Regions from separate parts of the Mus musculus genome. Here region 1 is linked to region 2. The links are chromatin contacts, called in public promoter capture Hi-C maps. All regions are on one chromosome and are shown on one strand. The core of a region is the stretch at or near the end of the contact, and the rest is flanking DNA. Distances in the headings are between cores, read along the strand shown. Region 1 holds the start of Ang4 (angiogenin, ribonuclease A family, member 4). Region 2 holds the start of Ang2 (angiogenin, ribonuclease A family, member 2).

What was found. Promoter capture Hi-C pulls out the DNA fragments that hold promoters and counts their contacts.
Region 1: a contact with region 2 is called in a promoter capture Hi-C map of embryonic stem cells, with 49 times the contacts expected there. The contact joins the promoter of Ang4 here to the promoter of Ang2 in region 2. A contact is called at or near these places in 2 of 39 promoter capture datasets (both in embryonic stem cells) and 3 of 9 other capture datasets (adipose tissue, liver and pancreatic islet).

What each region holds. Positions count from the first base shown.
Region 1 is chr14:51,772,256-51,778,649 of GRCm38.p6, reverse strand. It overlaps Ang4 (angiogenin, ribonuclease A family, member 4), which reads left to right and starts at 5,060. Exons shown (of 2, transcript NM_177544.4): 1 at 5,060-5,138.
Region 2 is chr14:51,192,595-51,199,522 of GRCm38.p6, reverse strand. Ang2 (angiogenin, ribonuclease A family, member 2) reads left to right here and starts at 3,600. Exons shown (of 1, transcript NM_007449.2): 1 at 3,600-4,037. The coding sequence starts at 3,600. The coding sequence ends at 4,037.

The DNA.
Region 1 (6,394 bases), core at 3,811-6,310, 580 kb before region 2:
TAATAAATACTTTTTAAAAAATGGCAGTAGTTTTATATGAATTAAAATTACTGACAAAGATACAACATTCAGGCCTGGGAATGTGGCTCAATGGTAGTCTATGTATCATATGTGAAGTCTTAGGTCTGAGCCCTGGAAAACACACACACACACACACACACACACACACACACACGTACACACACTGTTTTTCCTTGCACTTTAATAAATTACAAATTTTTTAAAATTCCCCATTTCTGTTTCAATATGTTCCAAGTTGGGCAAATGCATTTTAAAAAGAGCCCTGATTTTTTGTCATTGATGTGAACAGGTTCTAAATCCCTGAGTTGGGAGTTGGCTGATATTCCCCCTGGGGATTGATGAGGCCATCTGGGTTTTGCAATGGACTGCCTGCTCTCCTATCAATGAGAGGTTGATGACTCTGGAACATGGTCCTTCCACATCTGTATGCTTGCACACTGAGCATTTCGGTGACAGGTTGGATACCAGTAGAGTGGCCTCACCCTAAAGACCCTGAGTGCTATCCTTCTCTGCACTTCTGAAACAGTTTAAATGATGGCATTTGTCAAAACAATATTTGGCACTTGTCTAATGGAGGCCTGGTCAGGATGTGGCTAGGTCTTCCTTTCAGGGGACTCTAGTACTCCAAGCCAGGCTACAACAGCTTAGTCATCTTATCACAACCTCAGCCTCATTTCCTTTCAGCTCACAGTTGGGTTGAGTGCAGGAGGGAGCAGACAAGGATAAAGGGGACCTTCAAGCTGGGCTGTGCCTCAATAAAGCTGGAAAGTGTTGAGGTTTGGGCCCTTTCCAAGTCCTCATGCCAGCCACTCTTCCTGCTCAAGCTGTCAGGCCCCATTCTTAGGAAGTGTATCCATTGGGATGTGCACATTCTGCGCAACTTTTGCTTGTTTGTTTGTTTGGTTGTTGAGACAGGATTTCTCTGCATGGCCCTGGCTGTTCTAGAACTAGCTCTGTAGACCAGGCTGACCTCAAACGCACAGAGATCCACCTGCCTCTGTCTCCCACGTGCTGGAATTAAGGGTTAGTTGTTGTTGTTGTTGTTGTTTTTTAAAGATTTATTTATTTATTATATGTAAGTACATTGTAGCTGTCTTCAGACACTCCAGAAGAGGGAGTCAGATCTCGTTACGGATGGTTGTGAGCCACCATGTGGTTGCTGGGATTTGAACTTTGGACCTTCGGAAGAGCAGTCGGGTGCTCTAACCCACTGAGCCATCTCACCAGCCTTTTTTTTAAAAATTTTTTTTAATTAGGTATTTTCTTCCTTTACATTTTCAATGCTATCCCAAAGGTCCCCCATACCAACCCCCACAATCCCCTACCCACCCACTCCCCCTTTTTGGCCCTGGTGTTCCCCTGTACTGGGGCATCTAAAGTTGGCAAGTCCAATGGGCCTCTCTTTGCAGTGATGGCCGACTAGGCCATCTTTTGATGCATATGCAGCTAGAGACAAGAGCTCCGGGATACTGGTTAGTTCATATTGTTGTTCCACCTATAGGGTTGCAGTTCCCTTTAGCTCCTTGGGTAATATCTCTAGCTCCTGCATTGGGGGCCGTGTGACCCATCCAATAGCTGACTGTGATCATCCACTTCTGTATTTGCTAGGCCCCGGCATAGTCTCACAAGAGAGAGCTATATCTGGGTCCTTTCAGCAAAATTTTGCTAGTGTGTGCAATGGTCTCAGCGTTTGGAAGCTGATTATGGGATGGATCCCTGCATATGGCAATCACTAGATGGTCCATCTTTTTGTCACAGCTCCAAATTTTGTCTCTGTAACTCCTTCCATGGGTGTTTTGTTCCCATTTCTAGGAAGGGGTAAAGTGTCCACACTTTGGTCTTCCTTCTGGAATTTCATGCGTTTAGCAAGTTGTATATTATATCTTGGGTATCCTAAGTTTCTGGGCTAATATCCACTTATCAGTGAGTACATATTGTGCGAGTTCCTTTGTGATTGGGTTACCTCACTCAGGATGATGCCCTCCAGGTCCATCCATCTGCCTAGGAATTTCATAAATTCAATTTTTAAATAGCTGAGTAGTATTCCATTGTGTATATGTAACACATTTTCTGTATCCATTCCTCTGTTGAGGGGCATCTGGGTTCAAGTGTTTGTTTTTTAAAGATGTTACACTCCTAGAGTCTACTCTGTGGTCAGGAACAAAAGCTCATTGGTGAAGGCAAATCAGCTGATTTTAGAACTTTTTGCAGGCAAGAGTAGAACACTTTAGGGTGCATTGGAACACCCTGATAACCTCATCATACCCCAGAAGAAGTATCAGCCAGCTCCCATATCTCCTATAAACTTAGCAATCAAGTTTATTTAATAACTGCTACCAAATCTTGCATCTCTGAACCTTTAAAGAGAAGCCCAGAATGTTTTTTGTGGTTAGAGGCTCTAGATCAATTGATGAGGACTTATGTGTCAGTCACTGAGAATATAGAAATGAGTAAGCAAATATTCTTCTCTGGAAAGGATCCACCCTATGGAGAGACATTGAGGTTAACGAACCCAAAGGAATGTTGACAGCCCATTTATTCAGTTACACCAACAGAAATAAATCCATATTTATCCTATCTATATTTTGGGTCCTTTATACCAGTGTAGTCTTCCCCAAGTGTTCCCAAGTCCGGGTGTGAACATGTCTGCAACTCAGTGCCCCAAAGCTGCCTGCTTGCATCTTTGCTGCTTTCTGAGGGTTCCCTATTCCTTCCACACAGAGGACCAGCCTTGCTGAGGGAGTTTGAAGATGCTCGAGTGCTGTATTCCTCCTCCTGCTACAGTGAGTCAACTGATGCTCTAGTTCATGTGCCCAGACTCACCTCAGACATCCCCAGCATGGTTCCCACAGTGAGAGATGCTTTGCCCCTGCCTCCACCTTTACTCCTCTGACAACCTGTAGGTCTTTTTTTTCCTTCCTCTTTTGCTTTTAGAAATTAGTACAGCTTAAATTGTAAGACCCCCGAAGCTGGGCCTCTGCTCAAGTCCCGGGATGAGCTGTCCAGCAGTCCAATAACTCGAGAGAAAACCACACCTGATGCAAACTGCAAGAGGCTTTATTATCAGCTAGCTGAGGATGAACTCCTTCAGCTGTGCAGGGCAGGGGAGTTCGACCCTAAGCAGTAACAGTAGGGGGCTTTTAACAGCTAGCTGAGGAATTGGGAGGAGTTGGGAATAGTTGGGAAGAGAGTTGGGAAGAGAGTTGGGAAGAGTTGGGCTATAGCTCTTCTCTGCCAGGTGTCCTTGGTAAAATTACAAGGAATGAGGAGTGGGGAGTGAGTTATAGCTCTTCTTTGTGAATTTTTTCTCAGCCTGTTTATTCTTTGTGTAGAGAAAGGCCATTGACTTGTTTGAGTTTATTTTATATCCAGCTACTTCACCGAAGCTGTTTATCAGGCTTAGGAGTTCTCTGGTGGAATTTTTAGGGTCACTTATATATACTATCATATCATCTGCAAAAAGTGATATTTTGACTTCTTCCTTTCCAATTTGTATCCCCTTTTGTTTTCTAATTGCTCTGGCTAGGACTTCAAGTACAATGTTGAATAGGTAGGGCGAGAGTGGACAGCCTTGTCTAGTCCCTGATTTTAGTGGGATTGCTTCCAGCTTCTCACCATTTACTTTGATGTTGGCTATTGGTTTGCTGTAGATTGCTTTTATCATATTTAGGTATGGGCCTTGAATTCCTGATCTTTCCAAGACTTTTATAATGAATGGATGTTGGATTTTGTCAAAAGCTTTCTCAGCATCTAACGAGATGATCATGTGGTTTTTGTCTTTGAGTTTGTTTATATACTGGATTACATTGATGGATTTCCGTATATTGAACCATCCCTGCATCCCTGGGATGAAACCTACTTGGTCAGGATGGATAATTGTTTTGATGTGTTCTTGGATTCGGTTAGCAAGAACTTTATTGAGTATTTTTGCATCGATATTCATAAGGGAAATTGGTCTGAAGTTCTCTATCTTTGTTGGGTCTTTTTGTGGTTTAGGTATCAGAGTGAATTTTTATCTCCGTGTCCTTGGCACAGGGAGCCAGGCAAGTGCCTGGCTAGGTCTTTTTACAATTATCGCATCTCTGGTTGTCAGGCACAGAAACAAACAAACAAACAAACAAACAAAGGCTTTTTGCTGGCTATAGAGAGCAAAGAGCTTCTTTCTGGCTGTATCCCCAGAGATGGGGGAAAACAGGCTTGGGGGGACGTTCATGGGCTTTACCTTCCAGGGAGAAATGCTCTAAGTTGGGGTCTCACAAAATCACATGCAAATATCTATACAATGATGAAGGAAAATCTAGAAATTGACAAAGAGCTAAAATAATGCAATCATGCCCTAGATATAAGATAAACGTATAACAATTTTTAAAATTGCATATATATATATATATATATGTATATATATATATATATATATATATATATATGTCTGTGTACCACGCATATGCAATGCCTGGGGAGGCCAGACCAAGGCATCACTACAGATGGTGGTGAACTGCCATGTGGGTCTGAGAACTGAGCCTGAGTAAGTGCCCGCAACCACTGAGCTATCTGTCCAGCCCTGAAGATGTATATGTTAGAACAATTCTCATAGACTTCTTCACTTCCCTGCTGTGTAGTGTCTGGGTATTCGAAGTCTGACCCCGTGGCTTGTCTACTGTTCGATCTTGGCATTTCCTCATAAGCAGAGCAGACATGCATAATTCCTTCTGTACATGGTCCCCATAATGCTTAGATGTAGACAGCTGGTTTTACAACTGTGCTTTAAAGAACAGGAGTTTGAGTAGCCATATTTTTTTCCTGCAGATGGATGGAGGGAAGAGGAACTCAGGAAGTACTCATTCTCTTCCCTGAAAAAAATGTGTGGTCCACCAGGTGGTTACTATCTGTCCCAGGCATGCTCAGGGAAAGGTGAGTGACTCATTCTTTGTCCGTGATTAGTGTCCTTGGTTTACAAGTCTCTGCCAAAGTAGAGATACATAGGTTTCCCCACCCCGTCACACGAGCACTATATATTACCAGCCTGTGAGGAGTCTCTAGCTTGACACCGAAGGACCCTGTCTCCAGGAGCACACAGCTAGACTCGTCCCCAGTTGGAGGAAAGCTGGCCAGCTTTGGTAAGATTCTTCCTTGTGGGTGTTCAACTCTCTGCTTCTTTTCCTCTGTGCTCTTTCTAGCAGTTCATCTATTTTAGTGAAACCGATTATCCCCCCTTACGCTTTCTGGACCCAAACTCTCGCATTAAAAAGAAAAAAATTGAGAGTCAAAATTTAAAATGAAAACAGGTTCCTTTGGTGTGGTTTGTATCTGGGAAGCAATTAATGGGATTTTGAGCAAGGAGATGGAGATATAGGAGGGTTTCTTCAATTGTGATTAAAAGCCCCCAGACGCTTAGGAAGCCATTTGCAGAAGGGCATGTGACCTGCCGTGTTTTCTTCCATAACAAGCATATGGCTTGGCAGGAATAATAAGAAAAACCCCAAGTCTGGTGATGGTGGCCCACACCTTTAATCTCAGCACTGGGGTGGTAGAGGCAGGCAGATCTCTGAAGTCAAGGCCAGCCTGGTCTACAGAGTGAGTTCCAGTACATCCAGGGCTACACAGAGAAACCCTGTCTCCAAAAAGAAAAAGAAAACCCCAAGCCAGGAAGTGTTTTCAGCAGTACTTTCTCCTTGCTTCTTTCCTTAAAAAAATTATGGATGCTCTTTAAAAACAAAGTAGAACATGAACCAAGATCATAAGATGGTAGGTTGACGGAAGTAAGGAGGAGAGAGGAGGAGGAAGACCAGGCATCAGGTGTTCCATCAGCTGGACTGTTGAGAGGATACACAGAGAATACACAAAGTAGCAAGAGTATACCTAGGAAAAGGGTGTTTATCACATTGCCACCCCTGATGCAGGTAGTTTGCTATACATGTATAGGCTACAAAGCACTGCCAACCCAGAGAAACAGAGGAGGTCCATTCCTGTGAGCACTACCTGGTTAAGAATGGGTAAACTGAGTCTGCACAAGAGTTGGAACTATTCCACTGCAGAAATACGAATGACAGTCATTGTGTAGGTGACTAAGGTTCAGCACCTTTAGCCATGGCAGATTTACATCTGCACTCCCTAACAATAACACTCTTGCTTGTTTTCTCACAGTTATACCTTGCCTGGCTTTGAGGGGAGTTTTAGAGTTAAACACACAGTGAGACAGTTTCAAGGGAGTGGACAGTAGACACTGGTGGTTGAGGTGTCCTGCTGGAAGTTGCTTCCTGGGTGTTTTAGAGAAACCATTATGAGAGACTGCATTGGGTGGGTTGGTAAAAATTAATGTGGAATTTCTGCAAATTAGAAGCAAGTAACCCCTTTTCTGCCCACATAGGCCTGA
Region 2 (6,928 bases), core at 2,351-4,850:
GCAGCCTGTTTCTTCAGTTACACCAACGGAAGTGAATCCAGATCCATCCTGCCCATATTGTGGGTCCTTTATATCAGTGTAGTCTTCCCCAAGTGTTCCCAAGTCTGGGTGTGAGCATGCCTGCAAGTCAGTGCCCCAAAGCTGCCTGCTTGCATCTTTGCTGCTTTCTGAGAGAGCCCTGTTCTTGTCACACAGAGGACCAGCCTTGCTGAGGGAGTCTGAAGATGTTCGAGTGCTGAATTCTTCCTCCTGCTACAGCGAGTCAGCTGATGCTCTAGTTCTTGTGCCCAGACTCACCTCAAACATCCCCAGCATGGTTCCCACACAGCATGAGATGCTTTGCCCCTGACTCCACCTCTACTCCACTGTGCTCGTTATCATCCCTGAAAAAAATGGTCCACCAGGTAGTAACTACTTGGCCTAGTCATGCTCAGAGGAATGGTGAATGACTCCTTGTTTCTCCATGATTAGTGGCCTTAGTTTACAAGTCTCTGCCAAAGTAAAGATCCTTAGATAGGTTCTCCCCACCCCGTCACATGAGCACTGTATATTACCAGCCTGTGAGGAGCCTCTAGCTTCACACCCCAGGACCCTGTTTCCAGGAGCACGAAGCTAGACACATCCCCCGTTGGAGGAAAGCTGGCCAGCTTTGGTAAGATTCTTCCTTGTGGGTGTTCAACTCTGCTTCTTTTCCTCTGTGCTCTTTCTAGCAGTTCATCTATTTTAGTGAACCCGATTATCCCCCCTTCCGATTTCTGGACCCAAACTCTCACATTAAAAAGAAAACAAGCAAGAGTCAAAATTTTAAATGAAAACAGGTTTCTTTGGGGTGGTTTGTATCTGAGGGAAAAAATAATGGGATTTCGAGCAAGGAGATGGAGATATAGGAGGGTTTCTTCAATTGTGGTTAAAAGCCCCCAGAGGCTTAGGGAGCCATTTGCGGAAGGGCATGTGATCTGTCCTGTTTCCTTCCATAACAAGCATGTGGCTTGGCAGGAATAATACGAAAAATCCCAAGTCTGGTGATGGTGTCCCACACCTTTAATCTCAGCACTGGGGTGGTAGAGGCAGGCAGGTTTTTGAGTTTTAGGCCAGTCTGATCTACAAAGCAAGTATCAGGACAGCCAGGGCTACACAGAGAAAGCCTGTCTCGAGGAAGAAGAAAAAAAGAAAAGAAAAGAAAAAGCCCAAACCAGGAAGTGCTTTTGGCAGTACTTCCTCCTTGCTTCTTACCTTTTAAAGCAAATTATGGATGCTCTTTTAAAACTCTTACTCTCTTACTCCTCTCTCTTCGTCTTCTCTCCTCTCTCACTCCTCACTCCTCTCTCTTTGTCTTTTCCTCTCCTCTCTTCTCTCCTCTCCTCTTTTCTCTCTTTCTCTCTAGCCTCTTTCTCTCTAGCCCCCTTCTCTCTTTTCTACCTTCTCTCTTTCTCCCTGCCTTTCTACAATAAAGCTCTAAAACCATAGAATGTCTCTGCTTATCAAGGGCCAATGCACTTGGAGAATAGGATAGGCTTTTCCCTAATGAGCCTTTTCTAATCTCCAATGGAAGGCCTTCCTGTGCTCCACTCAAGATCTGCTGCGCTCACTCACGCCGGTGTTGGGAAACTCTCTTCTCTCATCCCTCTCTCCTATATAACCCCAGGGCTTTAGCAAAGTAGCTCTGGGGCTCCCGGGTAGGGCTGCCCCTTGACCACCCTCCAAAGAGTGGGTCAGAGGCTTGAGTGGAAAGTGTAAGGCAGCCCTCCCACGCCAGCCTTACCAGAGAATAGGTGGAAATCTGGCGGGGTGTGGGTCTTCCCCTTTCCCCTCTTCCCCAAGGCCCCCCTCTTTTAGTTTCCTACACCCCACCTGGGGATCCATTCCATAAACAACAACCCAACCCAGACACTACTGCAGATGCCAACAAGAATTTGTTGACAGGAGACTGATATATCTGTCTCATGAGAGGCTCTGCCAGTGCCTGGCAAATACAGAAGTGGATGATCACAGTCATCCAATGGATGGAGCACTGGGTCTCCCATGAAGAAGCTAGAGAAATACCCAGGAAGCTGAAAGGGTTTGTGGCAGTATAGGAGGAACAACAATATGAACTAACCAGTACTCCCAGAGCTTCCTGCAACTAAACCATCAACCAAAGAAAACACATAGACTCGTGGCTCTAGCTGCATATGCAGCAGAGGATGGCCTAGTCTGTCATCAGTAGCAGGAGAGGCCCTTGGTCTTGTGAAGGCTCCATGTCCCAGTATAGGGGAATTCCAGGGAAAGAAAGGTTGGGGAGAAGGGGGGCTGCAGGGGATAAAGGATTTTCAGTGAGAATACTAGGAAAGGGGATAACATTGGAAATGTAAATAAAGAAAATATCCAATAAAAATAAATAATAACAACAATAAGGTCCATAAGAAGGTCAAACTCCAGCAGAAGACACCTTGGTCCTATGGCCTGTGATTGGTGGATGTGTGTGGTGCAGGGTAAGCTGAGAACTCTGGGGAGGTGATGGTAGGAATCTTCTCTCTTCTCCTCTTCAGAAAGATCTTACAAGGCATTTTAAGTCCCTTGCCTTAATAAAGAGATCTCTGTTTTATTTTGTTTTGTTTTGTTTTGTTTTGTGTTTTGTTTTGTTTTGTTTTACCCACACTATAAGATAGTGTGCCTATGCTAACAGTACTGCAAATGTAGGAGACACTAGAAAATATTCTCTCAGATCATCCAAAGAGCCTCTGACATAGACCAACCTGAAGATGAAACTTGAGTTCCCCATTTTGCTCTGTAAGTGTCTCTTCTAGACCCACCTCAGGTACCACACAACGTGTTCCATTCTCCCTATGCACTGCATAACAACTCTGCCCTCTGGGAGAAGTAGACCTGCACCCTTCATCCCAAGGTGATCTTCTCTACAGCTTTCATCATTAATGTGGAACTGAGCGACTGCCTGGAATCCCATCTCAATAGCCTTGTGGCATGGGCTGTCCTGTGTTCTCGATCCCACAAGTCATTCTTCATGGCTCTCAGCCCTTGCGTTATCATCCATCTTGCCTCAGGAACCCCCATGCCTCCCCAATGGATGCCACATTTCTGTTCTGTGTTTTTCTGCCTTTCTTTCTTCTTCCTTGACCACCCCCTTCTCTCCCCCAAAAAAACCTAAGGTCTTGTACATTATCCAGGTAGGGGGGAACTCTAAGATTCAAGCAATCCTTCTGTCTCTATTTCCTAAGTAGCTGGACCTTACTGACACATACTGCACCTGTCCTTGGTATATCTTAAAGGTCTTTGTGCCCTAGGATCTAGCACAGTTTCTGGGCCCAGTAGGAACTTGGGTAATCTTTGTTATAAAGTTAAGTAATAGGTGAATTAAGAATATAAATAGATTTTGTTATACTACGGATGGTGGTGAACCTAAGGAATAGAGAAAGATGGCTGCGCCATGGAGTCTGTTAGGAAGGCCAAGGCCTAGATGGAATTAGGTAGCTGAGAACACTGCTTTATCATGCTCTTTCAGAAAGGGAAGTCTCCACCCACTTAGTCTAAATTAGAATGTAGTTCTATGGCCTGACCACTCCTGCTTTTTTTGCCCTTGGCAGGAATCTCTGTTGGAAGAGATGGCGATGAGCCCAGGTCCTTTGTTCTTGGTCTTCCTGTTGGGTCTGGTTGTGATCCCTCCCACTCTGTCTCAGGATGACTCCAGGTACACAAAATTCCTGACTCAGCACTATGATGCCAAGCCAAAAGGCCGGGACGACAGATACTGCGAAAGTATGATGGTGAAAAGAAAGCTAACCTCTTTCTGCAAAGATGTCAACACCTTTATCCATGACACCAAGAACAACATCAAGGCCATCTGTGGAAAGAAAGGAAGCCCTTATGGACGAAATTTAAGAATAAGCAAGTCTCACTTCCAGGTCACCACTTGCACACACAAAGGAAGGTCTCCCCGGCCTCCATGCAGGTACCGAGCCTCTAAAGGGTTCAGATATATTATTATTGGCTGTGAGAATGGCTGGCCTGTCCACTTTGATGAGTCTTTTATCAGTCCATAGACAGCAGACCCCTGGCACAGGCCTAGCTCTCTTTTCTTTTTATCTCCCCTCACAGCCAAAATCACTGTTTTAACGTTCACTGTCACGAGCCAGAAAATGAATTATCTGAAATATACTTCTCCTGATTTATAATGCACAAAAATAAAGATATCTCAAAAACCATTAAGAGTCAGTCTGGAAGATCTCTAGTTCCCAGTAAATTTAGCTTTTCCTGTTTTCTCTCCTTGCTGTACCCCAGGGGAAAGGGGCTGGAACACAGAGAGATATTCTTCGTTACCTGCTAGTCAGGGGGAAGGTAGATTTCATCTTTTTATGGTGCTGTGGATGCTAAATTGATTTACAGACAGGACAGGGAATTTTCAAAAGAACCAAGTTGTCTATTAAGTAATAGGTCACTAAAGGAGCCCTTTGGAAAGGAGTTTAGGATCAAGAGCCAGCACACCAAGGATATCCCCCTGCCTTCTACTCCTGTACTGATGCTGTCATCCTCAGCAACCTAATGTACCCCCTTAATTTTTTGAAGGACCTAAACTCTGGCCAAACCTGATTCATAGTTTCACACAGAAAAAAAAATCGATACCAGCCTTCATGAAGCAGAGTTGGAGACTTTTATCAGTGATAATTCTGACATGGGCTGTCAACAAAAAGGTTGTGAGAGAGGCAGTTAGGGAGCGAGGCATACCCAAGTGTGGGTATGGGCTCCCCAACAGAGAGTAATACATAGTTACCTTCATATTGGTCATATGTACAATGCCTCTCAAGCCACACCTTAAAAGGTCGAAAGGACATCCTCCTTTCTTCTTTCTCTCTGTTTAGAGTATTACTTATTTTATGTGCATTCTGTTTTACTATATGTGTTTTGTCTTCATGTATGTATGGGCACCACATGTGTGTCTGGGGCCCAGGGAGGTCAGAAGAGGTGGTGGGTCCCCTGGAACTAGAGTTACAGATGATCATGGTGAATGCTGGGGTCCAAACCTAGGTCCTCTGCAAGAACAGCAAGTGTTCCTAAGTGCTGAGCCACCTCATGACCCCTTTTTATCTTTTGATAGGTGGGATCATAGGGTGGCTCAGGGAGTGTCTTGGTTACAATTATAATTTGCAAAGGTAGAATCAAGGGCCACCAGAATTTCATAAGGGGGTTAGTACACATCTTTTTGAAAAGAAGGTTTTGTCTTCATTCTTGAAAAATGCAGGCTTATTACTGGCAAGGGGTGAAGGCCTTAAGCAGTTGTTCATTATGATGAAATATTTCCTTTCCAGATTGCCAAGTAAGGGGTTTCTTCCCCTTCTCAGAGCCCCTCAAATTTCCCTTTTTATCCATTGAGTGTATCGCTCTGGTCTTAAGCAAGCATTAGTTCTCATGGGATACTCCCAAGACATTCGTCATAGCTATTTTATTTAAAATTTTAAAACTTGTCTATTTTATGTTATTCTCTCATTAATTTTTAGTTTATCAAGTGCTATTTGACAACTGTGTGGTTTTATGGAAGTTATAGAAAGATTATTTCCTTTCCGTTCTTCAACCAAATTTGATTCAAGTATAAAACCTTGCTGGATACTGTCAGATGCACAGGCTCAGTAGGTAATACCCTGTTAGCAAAGATTTATGAACACATGCCTAGGTATTTTATTTAGAAAACAATTGCTAGAGGCAAAAACACAAAAGCCCCGCTTTTCCTGTGCTCAAGCCATAGCCAGTACCTGAGTGAGCCCAGCCTTCCTGAGTATTCAGATTTAGGAAGGGTTTGAGAAGTGGGCTGCGGGTCTGTGCTCAGCATAGGAAGAGCCATCTTTACTTCAGAAAACAGGTAGAGGTTTTCAAATGCTCCTAATTAGAAAAGTTTCCCTAAGATGCTTGACACCAAGACCGATGTACCAAGTTTTATCTGGGGAATCACATGGTAGAAGGAGACAATTTAATCCTACAAATCAATCATCAATCAATCATTAATCAATCAATCACATGAGTGGATGGGGCAGCAATTTGAATTCAGTCCTGGTATTTTCTTCTTTTTTTAATTAGGTATTTTATTCATTTTCATTTCCAGTGCTATCCCAAAAGACCCCCATGCCCTCCCCCCCCACTCCCCTACCCACCCACTACCACTTCTTGGCCCTGGCATTCCCCTGTACTGAGGCATATAAAGTTTGCATGACCAATGGGCCTCTCTTTCCACTGATGGCCGACTAGGCCATCTTCTGATACATATGCAGCTAGAGACATGAGCTCTGGGGGTACTGGTTAGATCAGTTTGTTGTTCCACCTATAGGGTTGCAGATCCCTTCAGCTCCTTGGGTACTTTCTCTAGCTCCTCCATTGGGGGCCCTGTGATCCATCCAATAGCTGACTGTGAGCATCCACTTCTGTGTTTGCTAGGCCCCGGCATAGTCTCACAAGAGACAGCTATATCAGAGTCCTTTCAGCAAAATTTTGCTAGTGTGTGCAATGGTGTCAGCATTTGGAGGCTGATTATAGGATGGATCACCGGATATGGCAGTCTCTAGATGGTCCATCCTTTTGTCTCAGCTCCAAACTTTGTCTCTGTAACTCCTTCCATGGGTGTTTTGTTCCCAATTCTAAGAAGGGGCAAAGTGTCCACACTTTGGTCTTCATTCTTCTTGAGTTTCATGTGTTTCATAAATTGTATCTGATATCTTGGGTATAATAAGTTTCTGGGCTAATATCCACTTATCAGTGAGTACATATCCTGTGAGTTCTTTTGTGATTGGGTGACCTCACTCAGGTTGAGCCCTCCAGGTCCATCCATTTGCCTAGGAATTTCATAAATTCATTCTTTTTAATAGTTAAGTAGTACTCCATTGTGTAAATGTACCACATTTTCTGTATCCATTCCTCTGTTGAGGGGCATCTGGGTTCTTTCCAGCTT